Regions from separate parts of the Mus musculus genome. Here region 2 is linked to region 1. Evidence: chromatin contacts called from public HiChIP or PLAC-seq data. All regions are on one chromosome and are shown on one strand. The core of a region is the stretch at or near the end of the contact, and the rest is flanking DNA. Distances in the headings are between cores, read along the strand shown. Region 1 has its middle 24 kb from the start of Gm41262. Region 2 has its middle 11 kb from the start of Gm41264.

Region 1 (7,915 bases), core at 2,147-4,646:
AAACTGTTTTCTAGTCTTTATTAAATAAGCTGAATCTATGCTCCCCGCCCCCATCCCATGGAAGTATATCTCCATATTTGCCAAGTCTAATATAAAAACTGCACAATATATAAAACTGTACAGCAATTTGCTGTACAAGTAGCTTGATTGTCTCTCTTCAAAATACAGAAAACAAGCCTGCACACTACAGGGGAAAAAGCCATTTGACAACTTGAAACTTTATGTAATTCCTTCTGAAGGTGAAGAAACAACTTCAAATGCATGATTGTTATTATTACTGAGCAGTCAATAAAGCAGCAGAGCTCTATACTATACAACACTATATCATACAATACCACTCTATACCATTCCATACCACTCCATACCATACCATACCATACCATACCATACCACTCCATACCATACCATACCATACCATACCATACCATACCATACCATACCACTCCATACCATACCATACCATACCATACCATACCATACCATACCACTCCATACCATACCATACCATACCATACCATACCATACCATACCATACCATACCATACTATATAATTCTTTCCCTCCTTGCCCTTTCTTATTTTTGAGACACAGTTTCATGTAGCCGATGAATGTCAACTCACTATGTGGTTGAGAATGACCTTGTTTTTCTGACTAAGTCACTGCTTCCTGGGTGTGAAGATCACAGATGTGTTCCACCACACCTGGTCACCATGCCTAGTTCTGTATAGCATTGGAGATAGAAACCAGGAGTTTTATGCATGCTGGTTGAGTACTCTACAATCAAAGCTGTATCCCTACCCTGTCATGTACATATTTTTTTTGCCCCTGGTGTATTAATGTCCCCATAAAAGTTGGAAGAAAGACAGAATTGCAATATTCTTTGAGCAGAGGTGACAGCTTTACAGGTTGGCTGTGTCATCTCTGATCATAAAGTTTATAACTAACCCTGAATGCTGCATTAGAGTATGATGATTTCTCTCGGGAAACAGCAACAATGAGAAGACAAGCTGGTCTCTCGGAATATGGGTGGGAAAAAAAGTTGATGATATGGAGACATTTAGAGTAAGGTCTACTTCAATGAAAATTGAAATTACTCCCTATGTAATCAGCTGACTTCAGTGATGCTGAGAAAAGGAATTTCCGACCTCTGTAAAATCAAGGACTCTGATTGTCCAGCTGTCCCTCCCAGTTCCTCACACATAGTAGTTCCTCCATACATTCTCAGTGATTGAATGGGCCATTTTCCATGACATCTCTGTCACTATCTCTCCCTTTATCTGTTAAAAAAAAATCCTTCCATACATTTTTCTTTCCCTCTGGTTAAGGCAATAAGCCAACCTGGAGTTGCATGTAAGAAATGACATTAGTGTGGATGTCTGTTGATTGAGCATAGCGAGAAAGCCCAGGTTCCATTCATCTTCTTGGGTTCTAGCCCTTCATGAAAGATGAGAACAACTAGTAGAACCTTTGGCATGGGTGGGACTTTAGAGATCATAAACCTGTGGTGGCAGGGCGGGGACACACCTGATATGGAGATTGGCATCTCTTGACTTCCTCCAGTGTTCTCCCCATCTCTTGCATGCCCAGTGTATATGTATGTATAAATGCACTGTATATGTGCATGTATGTCTATATATGGAGCAATATCCAAGTCTAAGGCCACATCCAAACCTCTGCTCAAATGGACTTGTCACTCTTGTGAAACTTTAGTAACATCAAGGTCACCTGAAACTCAAAAAGAAGGGGTAACACCATTTTCAAATTGTCTTTGATCCATGAAATAAGTTTCTGGTTAGAGCCGATCAACACCTATCACAGATAGCCTAAGAAAAATAATTACGAGTATTATGAAGTGGTAGGTAGACATTCAGTTTGACTGTATACCATTCAGGAAGTGTTTATGAATGCTCTACAGTGGATTATAAAGTAGTTTACTGAATGCCAGAGTAGGAGGGCTTTCAGCATATCAGCTGAATCTCTACCTTCAGGATTTTGAACTTGAACTAAAAATGGATAGTATGGGGCAGAGCTGAGTCCCTGTTAATTGGTAAGAATTCAAGCAGTGGTGCAGCCACCACAAGGCACGAAGGACGTCTGTATCACAGTGAATACTGGAATACTTAAAGGCTAGGTGAGGATTTTTAAAAGTGGGATTCTGACTTTAATGTCCAAGAGATACAGAGAAAGGAAGAAAATCAGGTGCTAGCAATCTTAGTGGTCTGATGATCAGATCTCAAGTCCACAGTACAATTTGGCCCATGCATGGATTGATTCAATGGTGTCTCTGTGTGATGCGCAAAGACCCATACTCTGAAAGGTTCCGGAGACAAGCACTAACTGCTGCAGAGCAGCACTCTTTGGGTGAAGGGACAACCTCTCTGCCCAGGAACAGCATTCACTGTGCTGAGGTGACCACATTGGTGTGCCAATTCCTCGCTTTTCTGTGACTTTGGTGCAGGGTTCATCATGGAGAGTCTTTTTGCCTGGAAGCCTGAAGATCAGGTGTGCGTAAGAGTCTATGTCTCCCTAGAGGGGAAAAGTGAAAGTTCAGATCCACTTCTTCAGTGACTCATAGGTAGAACTCAGAGTTCCACAGGATCAGACTTAAGGAGCCATTGGGAAACAGTCCCTGTGTCTCACTCGCCCTTGTCATTCTTTTTCTCTACCCATCATCCATTTACCCCCTCTTCCTTATGCAATAAGTCTTAATTTTTTAATTCGTATTTAGGAAAACTGTCTCCTACCTAGCATAAGACAGTACATCTATCTTCCCATTTGAGCTGAAGTCTATAAAGGAAAGGCAGGAGAGAAAAGGTGAGGATATAGCTGGGCCAGAATCCAATCTCTATTTTCCAGTCATAGAAGGCTCCAATACACACTTTTTTCCTCTCTAGTTTCCAGGATAGAATAGTAGAGGTCCTGAGGTTGCTAAGGCCAGATAAGCAATTCCCCAAATAGAAAATAATCAGTGTCCCCAATACAATATGCAATTTGAGACAGTGGTGAGCAAAAGCACGATCATAATCATAGCCCTATATCAGTACTCTGTACCCACACACCCTCTTGCTCATCCCGGCGATGTTTACCAGAGGCAGCTGGCCAGAAAGGAAGTCAGCCGTGGGGGCTGCGCAGTGCCAGGAGCCAGCCCATCAAGAAGGCATTTGTGACTTTTCAGGGCGTGGGGGTAAAATGGAACAAAAGTAGTGTCTGTCTGTTTGCGTCATGGGAGCAGCATTGGGAGAAATTGCTCCTGACCAATGAATGCCAGTTGGTGGAACCCAGATTTTTAAAACAAACTAGCTGTTGGCCAGGGGGCTATCTGAGGATGCAGCCCATCAGTGGGGCTTGCTCCTTCGGCGTGGCTTTTCCAGGAGTGCTGGTCTGTGATAGGCTGTGCTCATGTGATGATTACTGTACCATGCATCTGCTGACTAACGATATGCAGACTTTCCAAAGCTCAACTGTTTTATAGTGTTCCAAATGAATACCAAGAGCATTTCTGGGAAGAGGGAGTGAACTACTGTGACATATGGACCAAATCTGAAGATTTGTCTGAAACTGATCAGCTGACTATGTGCCTCCTATATACCCTCTAACCCCTTAGGAATATAAAACTCAATCATTGTCACATGGTCTAGTGAATTAACTCTGCTTAAACCATAGGATGAGTTTATATTTCATGATTTTTGACTTTTTGAGGAGAAAGTGAATCTCAGTTCTCCTGAATTAACAGCAACTGAATGGTTTATACAGAAATCATATTGAGAGGAATGCCATCCTAAAGTACAGGTCAAAGACATTAAGATTAAAATACACTATGTAGCTCTACCCTCATACACCATTCCAAGTTAAAAATATATTGAGCAGTTCTTTTGACCTGATTTGATCTTACTGTTCCTCATGGTCCCTTGAAGCCACATAGCTAGACCTTTGTGATTACGGCTGAGGGGATCATCAGTTCATAGCTAAATGAAAGAATGAACAGGACCTAAGCTCTCTATTTGTCACTGTATTTAGAGCCTCTCTTTCAAACAATGCTCATTAAAGCATTACTAACCTTGTGAATTTGTTTTACTACATTCCTTTAAAGCAAAGATGAAATTCAGTTTGTTCACTATCCATCTGTTCCCCCATCCTTCAATCCACCCATCTGTTTGTCCACGTATTCTACCAATCTGTTTGAAGACATGAAGGCTTTAACTTAAATACTTTATTGTTGATAATATCCAGTGTTAGCTGTGTACCTTCATAGGGATTTTATATAGAGACTTATATAAGGACTAAAAAAATACCAAAAAACTAAGTGGTGTTTTATTGCCTTGTGAATCATCCCTTTCAACCAAATTGCTTGGGACAATTAGGTAAGTATAATTAGAAAGAAATGTAACCTCCAGGTGGCACAACAAATTCCCATAAATTCTACGGCTTTAAACCAAACAAACTCATCAGCCTTCAGCCCTACAGGTCAGAAGTCTGAGATGGGACAAAGGCAAGCTGTGTTTCTTCTAGAGATTCTAATATAGAATCTGCTTCCCTCCCTTCTCAATTCTTAGAATTTGCTTACATTTCTGATCTCTTTATCCCAATTCAATATTTCAAACCAGGAGTGGTCAGCCAAATTGTTGCCACATGACATCATTCTGACACTACCTCTTGTCTCTGTCTTCCACACTTAAAAAAAGAAATTCTCACTTGTGTTTGGGAGTGGGAGAAGTCATGAGTGGATAAAGTCTTGAGTGAATGTGAGCTGTAGACATGGCCACATCAAGGACCCCAGAGCCTCAGACCTTGGCTGTATCAACAAGAAAGTGTTTAAGTTAAAGTGTTAAATTAAAGTTCAAATAGGTAGGATACACGGACAAACAGATAGATGAATAGATGGATGGATGGACAGAGAGTGAACATCTTTGAATGAAAAAGAGGCTAAAAGGGAAACAGCCAAGCCTTCCTTTGGTCTATGTGTGGATATTGATAGTGTGTCCAGAAATGTCCCCCTCAGCTTCTCTCCATAATATGTACTGCCGGAAGACTATTCCCCAAGAGACTGCTTTTACTGAGATGAGGTATACCTGCCTGCTTGTTCAGCCACATATCATAATCCCACCTTCGTATTGATCGGCGTGTAGTAATCCTGCCTTGCTGTTCAGCTGTTGCAACAAGCCCGCCTCTCTTTTTGACTCTATATAATACGCATGTTGAGCTTCTGGAGTGTTGTGGTGTCTCCAGCAGAGAATCCAGACCACCTGTCCCTGTTTTCTGCCCATATGGCATTCTTCATTCCCTCGGCACCCCAGTCAAGTCCAAGTCTTTGGAGCTCTGCCCGGGCATGACCCTTGTGGTTATATTGGGATCACCTAACAGATAGAGCTCCCAGATAGAGCTCCAATCTCATAAGCAATCCCAGGTGGTGTCTCTATCTCTAGGCCTTTAACTTAAACACTTTTGTAATTTTCTTCTTGAAGTATTAGATAATATATTCCTGGGGTCTAGAAATTAGAATATAGACCTTGAAGGGTCTTATTCCGACTCCCACCAGAGGGTTCTAAATGTCACTGCAATCACACGTTGTGTTTGATCCTAGAGCACCGTCTCGAACTTTGCGTTCTCTATGCCATTTGTGACTAAAAGACTAGTTTGTTTTGTTGACAGGGATGTAGAAGATCTGGAAATAAGTTGGAAGATCAAACAAATATGGAAAGTTAGAATGATGGAAGAATGGAAGGAAGAAAAATATGGAAGATGGAACTAAAGAATGCAAACCAGAAAAAGTTGTGTGGGCCCAGACTAAATATTTATTACTTACTTAATTTTAAAAATATTTTTTTCCTGGTCCTGGGGTTCAAACTCAGGGTCTTAGACATGCTTAGCTAGTGCTCTACCACCCGGCCATATCCCCCACTCATCAAGAAATAGTCTTCACGTGGGCTTTAAGTTAAGGTTCATGGGCAATAAAACTGGAGGAGAACACACACCTTACTAGATCTAAGGAGCTTCTTAGAGGCAAAGCACATGTACAGATGATAGAAGCTCACCCATCATTTGCCTGGAGAAATGGACTCTCTCGTGTCCCTCAGATAAACTGCTTTACTGATAGTCTAGTCTACAGCATGTCTTCACATCTCTTCTGGGCTTTGTTCACAATGTTCCCTGAAGTCACAAGCATGGCCCAGTAACAATGAATAAGCCACTTTGGTTGGAGCCCAGGAAGCGTACCTTCCATAAAGTGAGACTGCTGGGGCCTCAGACGTTTGTTATCAGGATCAGCTGGCATAGTGATGATTTACTTAGAAATCTTTTGAGGTGAAGCACTCAGGAGCTGGGTCCACTAAATATCCTTGTGACATTTCATGACTACCATGAAACGATATCCAGATTTTACAAGTGTTTTATCACTTATACGTGTTACGACGAAATCCAGTGTTTTATCATATAGGTGGAAGAATTCCATTACAGGAAGAGACTTAGGCTGAAGGTGTCTTCCCAATGCCAACTCCTTGGATTTGATTCCATCTGGAGAAGCTTCAGCTCCAGCCTGCTGACATCCTGGAGATGCTCCAGTCTCATTGATCGGATCCGTATTGCCCTTTGATGTCAGAAAAAGGCTGAGTTATTCCAGTTTCTTGTCGTCGGTCTTCAAGCAAGCCCTTCATGTATGCCATCTAGAACAAGATGCGCACAAGCCTCAGCAAAACAACACAAAGCTTGAGGATTGTTGTAAGATGCAAACGATGTGGCCATGACCCGTAAGATCAGGATCAGTGAGTGAGTAGGCATGGCTAGCAGCCTGCTGCCTGTGTGTGCCTGAGCACTTGTCATCTCCCGGGTAACAGTGGTTTAAGACTAGACAGTTACTTCACATCTCTTCCATTCCAGCCCAAATGCAAACACCCGACTGTTTGGACTAGCCTCGCTCGCTCTATGAATAAGAAAGCTCATATCAGACGGAGCACAAACTGTAGACAAAATAAAAATACAAGGAATCTGAGCCCTAGAGATGCAGATGCTGAACTGACATTTAGAAGAAGGAAACAGTGCGGGTGAGCTCCCTTCCTTACTGGTCCGAGAGCAAGTTTTGTTCTGTCCCTTATAGGGTAGCAAAAGCTCTGAGGGGAGCCTAGAGTGCACTGCTTACAGAACAGGGGAATTCAGAGCAGCCAGACATGAGAAAAAAAGGAGCTCTTTGAGAGACTCAGTAATCTCATATATAAACTCTCCCTCAGTTCTCTGGCTGACCCCTGAACTATGCATACAAAGAAAAGATCGAGACTGTCCCATCTAAAGCTCGAAGAACAGACCTGAGATTTGAGATGCTCTGCCAAGAAATAGAATTTGCATTTGCGGTTGTTTGCAGTGAAAACAGCTGCAAAACCAAACACATTAACAGTCTTTGGGATTATCTAATGGGGTACAGAGTATCCATAGGACCTAGCACTGCATTCAGTACACAAGCAAAATTACTTGGGCATTTATTGAAATGGGAAAATGTGACCTGCTACAAAGAGGAAGAGGGATTCTCAGCTAGTGGAAACAGCAGACAAAGCTTTAAAATACTATTAATATGTCTATGATATAAAAACATTTTAAATTAAAGCAAATATAGTTTCATCTTGGTAGAGAAGCAAACACCATTAACATTTAAAACCACAGTGTTTCAAATTTAAGAAGAACACAGGAGGAATTCTGAATTAAATGTTGACCAAAAAAAAGTAAATAAAAAGGCAAAGGACCAGTAAATCTGAAGGCAGGTAAATAAAAATGATACAATATTAAAACTTTAAAAAAAATACAGAAGAAAACAAAAACTGTCAAGAACCTCTTGGGGAAATGTTAAATGGTTAATTGATTTGTGTTTCAGAAACATAAGGTGGAGATGATAGGTCTCACAAAAAACTATTTGGGGAAATACTGCCTAAAG
Region 2 (7,915 bases), core at 1,624-4,123, 81 kb before region 1:
CCTCTTCTTACAGTCACAGCTTGCCTTTGCTTTGCCTTCGTAACAGTGTCTTAAATTTGTAGAAGCTTTTAATCTTGACAAAGCTGAACATTACTTTTCCCTTTTAGTGCTTTCTGCATTCTGGGAAAAAAAAAAACCTTCACGATCCCTATCATGAGAAGACTTGTTTTTAAAGCTTCAGAATTCGACCCATAATCGTCCCCAAACAAGCTTTGCGCTGCAGTGCAGGTCAACGCAAGTTTCCTTTCGTTCCTTCACTGATGCTCATTTTTCTAGAAACACTTGGTGTCTCATCACTACTGTGAATAAGCCCATTGAACTCTGTTGAAAAGAACTGGATATAGGCTTACAGAATCTTTATGGACTCTTTGTTTTTAATTGATCTATTTGTGTTTCCTCATGTCAGCACACTCTTTTAACTTGGGTTTCCCAGCCTTAAAATCTCCAGAGAGTGAGGCTGGGATTCTGGTGAGAAGATATTTAATCTCTATACTAATTTGGGTAAAATAGATACCTCAACAATAATGGCTCTTCCTGCCTTAACTGCTCAGACTAGAGCTCTCTGTCTGTGTATTGCTCCATTCATTTTGGCCTTTTACATCTTCTGTGCAGCATTTCTGTAGTTATAGGAAAACGGGGTTTATACATTGTATTAAATCTCTCTCTCTCTCTCCTTCCTCTCTTTCTCCCCCCTTCTCTCCCCATCTCTCTGTTTGTTGTTGGTATAGAGAATAGAAGCGCATGTTAATATTTGTAAATTCCCACTGTATTCCATGATGTGATAGTGTTCTGCTCACTGCTTTCACAGTCACTGTGGATTTGCTGTACGTGCAGTCATACTGTTTGCAAGCAGCTCTGCTTTGTCTCAATCCACAGTTATTTCCTTGGCTATGTACCATTCTTATTTTCTGTTGTAAACTTTGGAATCCATCACTTTATCTCTAAATGCTGGTTCAGAAATATCCACACATTTTGATATGTTCTGCTTTCATTGCCACTCCATAAAAATATTTGATTAAGTTCGCTGTTACCTCTTGCTCTTTTTTTTTCTGTCACCTCCTAGGCAGTTGGCTGTGTGGAGAAGAAGCTGAATGCCTCCTTCCCAGCCACCTGCTGTCAGAAACTCAATGGAGCGGATGATGAATGGAAACTTTCTAACAGAAGTGGAAGGACATGGAAGTAGCTGTTGATGTTCTAGATGAAGACTGAAAGGATTAGGTGGTCCCAGTCAGTGGTGGGGATGACAGACAAGGTTTTCCCAAGAAGCAAAGTGTCTTGATCCTTGGCAGAACTCTCCTGCTGTTTAATAAGAGGCATTCTGGTTATAGAACAAGGAGAGAGGAAGGACAATAGATTAGATTTTGGAGAAAATACACTGGTATTTCAATAATACAAATATAATTCCATATGTATGGGCCATCATTTTTTCTTAACTCAAGTATCCTTGATAGTGTACTCTGAACATTGAGCCCTGATTTCTCTTTCCACACATCCTATCTGCTATTTTCTGTGCATCTATCCTTGTGTTCTTCCTCTTTCTTTTGTTCCACTCTGTCCCGAGGCTATTTGCTATATTTTTGTTGAAATATTGCTATATTTTTGTTGTTGTTCTAGATATCATGCTTTTCTGTTCTAGAACATCTTTCTAGGGTTTCTTTAGAGCTTTGGTTTTTTCTGATGAAACTCTGCTGTTTTTTGTTCATTGTTATTTCTAAACCTTTAAACATATTTAAAGTAGTTATTTCAAAGATGCCTTCTAGATTCCAACCTCTGGTCATTCAGGCTTCTGCCTTTATTGGTTGTTTACTCTTTTGGTTATAGGTTACATTTCTATTCTTCTTTGTGTGTCTGTAGTTTTTCCATAATATTTTAGTCACTTCCATCAAGTTACCAGTAGAGATTAAACCAGATGGTATGTTTTTGCTGTGTTCTTTCCAGAAAGAATTTTCTATTTTCCTTGTCCAAAAACTTAGGAAAGAGTTTTTTGTTTGTTTGTTTTCCTGAATGTCCAAAAATTTGAGAGTTTTTTTTTTTTTTTTTCCTGAAAAGTCCACCTGGACTGTATAGTTGGGCTGGGTACAAGATGCGACTTTAATTTCAGTTTCCTTTTTGCTACTGAGAGGACGGTGACTGTTCTTATCTTTTCAGACTCAAGCCAAAATCCTTGCTGCTAGTATGAAGGTCTGATCTCTTTGGTGCTTTCAATTTTTGAGCTAGGGAGCGTTCAGTGGCAGCTTATTTAGTTAGATTTTGTAGACAGCTCTGGGACTTGATTAGTGTAAGGGATGAAAAGCAGCAGAGAGCTCCTTACTTTTTAGCTCTGCCCCAACTGCTGCTGAGTTGGCAAATTTCCCAGGGTGGAGAATTGTTCTGAGAAATTTATTTTTGTGTTTGGGACTCTTCCAGATTCCAACATTTCATAGAGTTTACACTGCTGTTAAAAGGTCAGCTGATTTTTTTTTCCTCATCCCAACAAACTTTTGTCCATGTTTATGGGCTGATTGCCTCCCCAACACATGCTAGGCAAGTTGCCCCAGGTATGAAAATAGTTATCATTTTATGCTCTTCTTTGATGTATTTATCTTTGTGATTGGTTTGTTTAGGTGTGTGCATACCTAGGTATGTAATGGGGCTTTATGGCTTAAAGAAAAATGTCAGTTTGAGCTTATTTATTACTTACTTTTGTTATTTTGAAGGTGGTCATCTTTATGTCTGTGTCTTACCAAAAATAGATCTCCACAGTTTTCTATTTTCTGGTTTCTAAGAGTTTTGTTGTAGATTATTTCTGAGAGTTGAGTGTGAGGCCTCTGAGCAGCACACGATACTCAGAGGTCTGGATGCAGACTCTGGATACCACTTGCCTGAGTCATGAGCAGTACTTGGCAATGGAAGTGTTGTTATTTTGTTCCTTTCCTGCCACAATCCAAAGAAGTTGCTTTTTGTGCATAAGCCTGGTCTATTCCCCTTTCATTCTTTAAATTCAATTCAATTCCTGCTAGTTTTCCTGTGCTATCTCTGTGGACAGCATCTTGATCCTAAGTCGCATCCGTACCAGAGAAGAGCAACAGCTTTCTCCTGATATTTTGAGTTTCTTCTTGTCCCTGGGTGGTCCTTCCTGTCGACTCCCCACACTCACATAGGCTGGTGGTAACAGAACTGTAATTCTAACCTTGTCACACTTCTCTTTAAACATTGTCAGTCACTGCCTGTTGTGTAATTGTTCAGAAAGTGCAGACAAAACACAGCAGGTGCACGTTCTCAGCGCCCTCTTTCATATTTCCCCTTGCTCTGTGCTACTCCACTAGTTTCTTTTACTTCCTACCCTCGTTGCTTTCTCCTACCATGTTATCTTTACATAGGTTCATCTCTCTACTTAGAACCTCAAGTTCCCTTCAAATTACACCTTAATAATCCCTTCTCAGTGAAGTCTTCCCTGAGCTCTCTGACTGTTTTGCTTCCTTGTTTTTTCTGTCACTTTTAAGCATTTGATTTAGTGATAAGTTTTGTGTTCTTTATAAGATTATCTACCTACTGTGGAAATCTTTCATTAGAGTAGAAATACCAGTGAGGGAAGAAAAAAAAGATAGCTTCCTGTATCATTTCATCCTTATGCCTAATATTTAGATGACCCTTATGAGTATTATCTGTCTGTCCAACTGTCTGTCTGTCTGTCTATGCATTATCTTATCTGACATCTATCTATTATCTATCTTATCTGACATCTATCAGTCGATCTTACCTGGCATCTATCTATCTATCTACCTACCTATCTATCTATCTATCTATCTATCTATCTATCTATCTATCTATCTCCATCCAACCACCCATCTATCCATCTATTATAAATCTGTATATTTATAACCTGCATGTTCATCTATTTGTTTTGTTTTCTAAAGACTTTCTCTTATGTTTTATAAAAAGAAGAGAGAGAAGGCAGGGTTATGTTTGGTGGAGGTATGGTAAGGTGTGCAGAGAAGAGGGAACCTCTGCAGGTCCATCCTGAGGCATCCCTTCCCCCCAATTACCAGCCACACACAATGGTATAGTATAAAATAGAGTTTATTCAGGGCATAGGGAGGGGAGGGCAGGGGGTCATCCATGCACATGTGAAGAGAGATGGGAGAAGGGGAAGAGGGTAAGGGAGCAGGAGCAAGAGAAGAAGAGAAGAGATCAAAAGAACAAGAAAACAAGAGGGCAAGGAGAGGGGGCAAGCAGCCCCTTCTATAGTGAGTCAGACACACCTGGCTATTGCTAGGTAAGTGTGGGGTGGAGCCTAGACGAAATGCCAACACTTTCAAAGACACTTTTGGACTTCATAGGCTTGTCTTAAATCAGCTTGAAAAACCAAGACCATAGACCAAGCAGGAAATAGACTCACTTTTGAACTTCAAGTTGACTATGTTAAATGTGTCACTTAGTTCAGCCCACCAAAGAAATACACCCCACAAAGCCATATGGACATCAGTGCTGACAGCATTGACATGCTTATTTTTCTTGACCTAGATAACTGAACTAGAGGGGCGATGAAGATTTGCCAATTAATTAGTGACTTAAATCACTTGTGAAAATGGCTATAAAAACCACTTCAAGCTGACTCCTCAGATGCCATATAAACATAAATGGTGTTTTCTTTTTCTGCGGTGGTGTCCAAGGAATTGTGGTCAAGACTCAAGATCATTTGAGACCTCCCCTAGAGAGTTATTCTTCAAAGACTGGGTCTAGTTACCTAAGCTATTCTTAAATTATCTCCAGTGTTCCAATTCCATTCCCCATCAGTCCTCTGATTCAGTGTGCAATTACTGGTATCGAAAATGGTGGACTCATGATGGAGCCATCTCCTCTGTTTCAAAAGTCAAGAAGATTGAGTTTCACACCCACATGGGAGTAATTTTGATGTTTTGGTTCTTGATAATTCTTTGGCACAACATCTCAAATGCTACTGCCATCCCTGAGATGACTCAGGGCTGAGAGACTCACAAGAGTCTTAAAGACCTAAACTGTAAAAGCTCAGGAAAAAGATCATACATAGCCACTCTTTGGGTTGAAGTCCTCTGCTCCCTCATTTTGTAACTTTTACTTTTATTATCCTTTATTTATTTACTTATTTTTGCAAGGATGGTGAATGGCATTGCTTGCATTGAAGCAAGAAGATATAATCAGGCTGTCTGGTAGAAGGAAGGAATGTGTGTTACATATGTTATTAAAGAGAATAATTGAGCTGTGGTAAAATGTATTTCCAAGGGATATAGATATCACAAAATAGAATTATTGCTTGAATGAACTGGTAATTCCAAAGTAGTCCCCTTTTCCTAACAGAGATATAAACATGTGGTTACCATAGGAAAAAGAAATACCAGAAAACTTGAATGAGAAACTCAAAACCCCTTCATTAATTCAGAGTGAAGCCTTTATTCCAATATTTGCTTTGAGTGAAATCCTCAATGTTATGCTGACTAAAAGACAGTATGGGTTCTTTATCCTGCACTAATTTTTTTTTTTTTTTTGAGAAGCCTGTTAGCCTGGTGTGTGTACATACCTTTCATCTCATCACTTGGGAGGCAGAGGTAGAAGGATCTCAATGAACTCAAGGCTAGCCTGGGCTACATAGTGAGACCCCCACCTCCAATACAAACAAACACCTAAAAGACATTATATTACGTACTATTACTTATCTATTAACATGGAAACATTTATAACTTTGCTTGAAAAAAAATACCTTTGTTCTCACTCATTTTCCTTGTTTTCTGATTAATAGTTGTTCAGCCCTTCAATGATAGGCTTATGACATTGTAAAGGGAATGACTGATCAACAGTCAACTGAGTATTGTGTTTGCCATGTGCTCTGACTTGAATATCTAGCATTTCCCCCAGGCTTATGTATTGAGTGCTTGGCTTCTACTGCTCTGTTGTAAGAGATTAGGGAGGGAGGGGGTGTACTGGAAACTTAGGATGTTGGGTCTGGTGGATAGGAGTAGATTCATGTGGATAATGAGTCCCTGGGCCCCTTCTTGTTTCACTCTCTGTCTCCTGTCCTTTCTGAAGTAAGAGGCTCCTCTGTCACTTGCTCTCCTGTCCTTTCTGAAGTAAGAGGCTCCTCTGTCACTTGCTTTTGCTGCCAAGATAGTTTTTTCAAGTGCAGGACCTCAAACAATCATGAACTGGATTCTCTGTATCTGGGAGTCAAGACAAATCATTCCTCCTGTGAACTGTTTATGTTGAATATTTAGTAAAAGTAACACAAAACTTTATACCATAAATAAACACATAACTCATATACCATGCTAAGTGCGTTGCATACATTATCGCATGTGTTCCTCTCAGGCCTGCCCTGTGAGGCCATTACTATAGGTATCCCACATTGTAAAGGAAGCAACAAAGGCAGAAAATTTAGATAACCAGGCCAAGGTTGCAGTTAGTAAGAAGCAGAATTGAGACTAGACAAACCAGAGAAACTCCTATCCATGGGCCTGGAGAAAGGCACTTAACTTTTACAAAATAGACATAAAACACACTGAAAAGAAATGACTTCTACTAAGATCAAAAATTCAGGTGACAGCAGATGCTGGCGAGGATGTGGAGAAAGAGGAACACTCCTCCATTGTTGGTGGGATTGCAGGCTTGTACAACCACTCTGGAAATCAGTCTGGCGGTTCCTCAGAAAATTGGACATAGTACTACCGGAGGATCCAGCAATACCTCTCCTGGGCATATATCCAGAAGATGCCCCAACTGGTAAGAAGGACACATGCTCCATGTTCATAGCAGCCTTATTTATAATAGCCAGAAGCTGGAAAGAACCCAGATGCCCCTCAACAGAGGAATGGATACAGAAAATGTGGTACATTTACACAATGGAGTACTACTCAGCTATTAAAAAGAATGAATTTATGAAATTCCTAGCCAAATGGATGGACCTGAAGGGCATCATCCTGAGTGAGGTAACACATTCACAAAGGAACTCACACAATATGTACTCACTGATAAGTGGATATTAGCCCAAAACCTAGGATACCCAAGATATAAGATACAATTTGCTAAACACATGAAACTCAAGAAGAATGAAGACTGAAGTGTGGACACTATGCCTCTCCTTAGAATTGGAACAAAACACCCATGGAAGGAGTTACAGAGACAAAGTTTGGAGCTGAGACGAAAGGATGGACCATCTAGAGACTGCCATATCCAGGGATCCACCCCATAATCAGTTTCCAAACACTGACATCATTGCACACACTAGCAAGATTTTGTTGAAAGGACCCAGATGTAGCTGTCTCTTGTGAGACTATGCCGGGGCCTAGCAAACACAGAAGTGGATGCTCACAGTCAGCTATTGGATGGATCACAGGGCTCCCAATGGAGGAGCTAGAGAAAGTAACCAAGGAGCTAAAGGGATCTGCAACCCTATAGGTGGAACAACATTATGAACTAACCAGTACCCCGGAGCTCTTGACTCTAGCTGCATATGTATCAAAAGATGGCCTAGTCGGCCATCACTGGAAAGAGAGGCCCATTGGACACGCAAACTGTATATGCCCCAGTACAGGGGAACATCAGGGCCAAAAAAATGGAAATGGGTGGGTAGGGAAGTTGGGGGGGAAGGGTATGGGGGACTTTTGGGATAGCATTGGAAATGTAATTGAGGAAAATGTGTAATAAAAAATATTTTAAAAAAACTAAAAAAAAAAAGAAATGACTTCTAAATTCTCTCATGGGTAAGAAATCAAAGTATGTAAGAAGTCACATATTCATCTTGACAGATCTATATGCATTTATATCAGTATATCAGTGGTTCTCAACATTCCTAATGCTGTGACCCTCTAATATATTTCATAGTGTTACAGGGTTATCCTCAACCATAAAATTATTTTTGTTGCTACCTCATAACTGTAATTCTGTAATTGTTATGACACATAAT

The links. HiChIP or PLAC-seq counts read pairs in DNA pulled down with a chosen protein or histone mark.
Region 2: a CTCF HiChIP or PLAC-seq map of the NIH/3T3 cell line shows a contact between it and region 1, with 11 read pairs. The contact joins two enhancer-like sites. A contact is called at or near these places in 1 of 15 datasets of contacts at CTCF or cohesin (the NIH/3T3 cell line) and 2 of 484 Hi-C or Micro-C datasets (granulosa cells and nephron progenitors).

The regions. Positions count from the first base shown.
Region 1 is chr15:7,488,677-7,496,591 of GRCm38.p6, reverse strand. No RefSeq gene overlaps it. Among named protein-coding and RNA genes, the nearest start is that of Gm41262, 24 kb to the right of the region's middle. Within about 2 kb of position 3,396, at least 25 of the 459 cell types and tissues checked have an H3K27ac peak or open chromatin away from gene starts, as enhancers often do. A contact at or near this core is called in the NIH/3T3 cell line, where this site is marked.
Region 2 is chr15:7,569,414-7,577,328 of GRCm38.p6, reverse strand. No RefSeq gene overlaps it. Among named protein-coding and RNA genes, the nearest start is that of Gm41264, 11 kb to the right of the region's middle. Within about 2 kb of position 2,873, at least 25 of the 459 cell types and tissues checked have an H3K27ac peak or open chromatin away from gene starts, as enhancers often do. A contact at or near this core is called in the NIH/3T3 cell line, where this site is marked.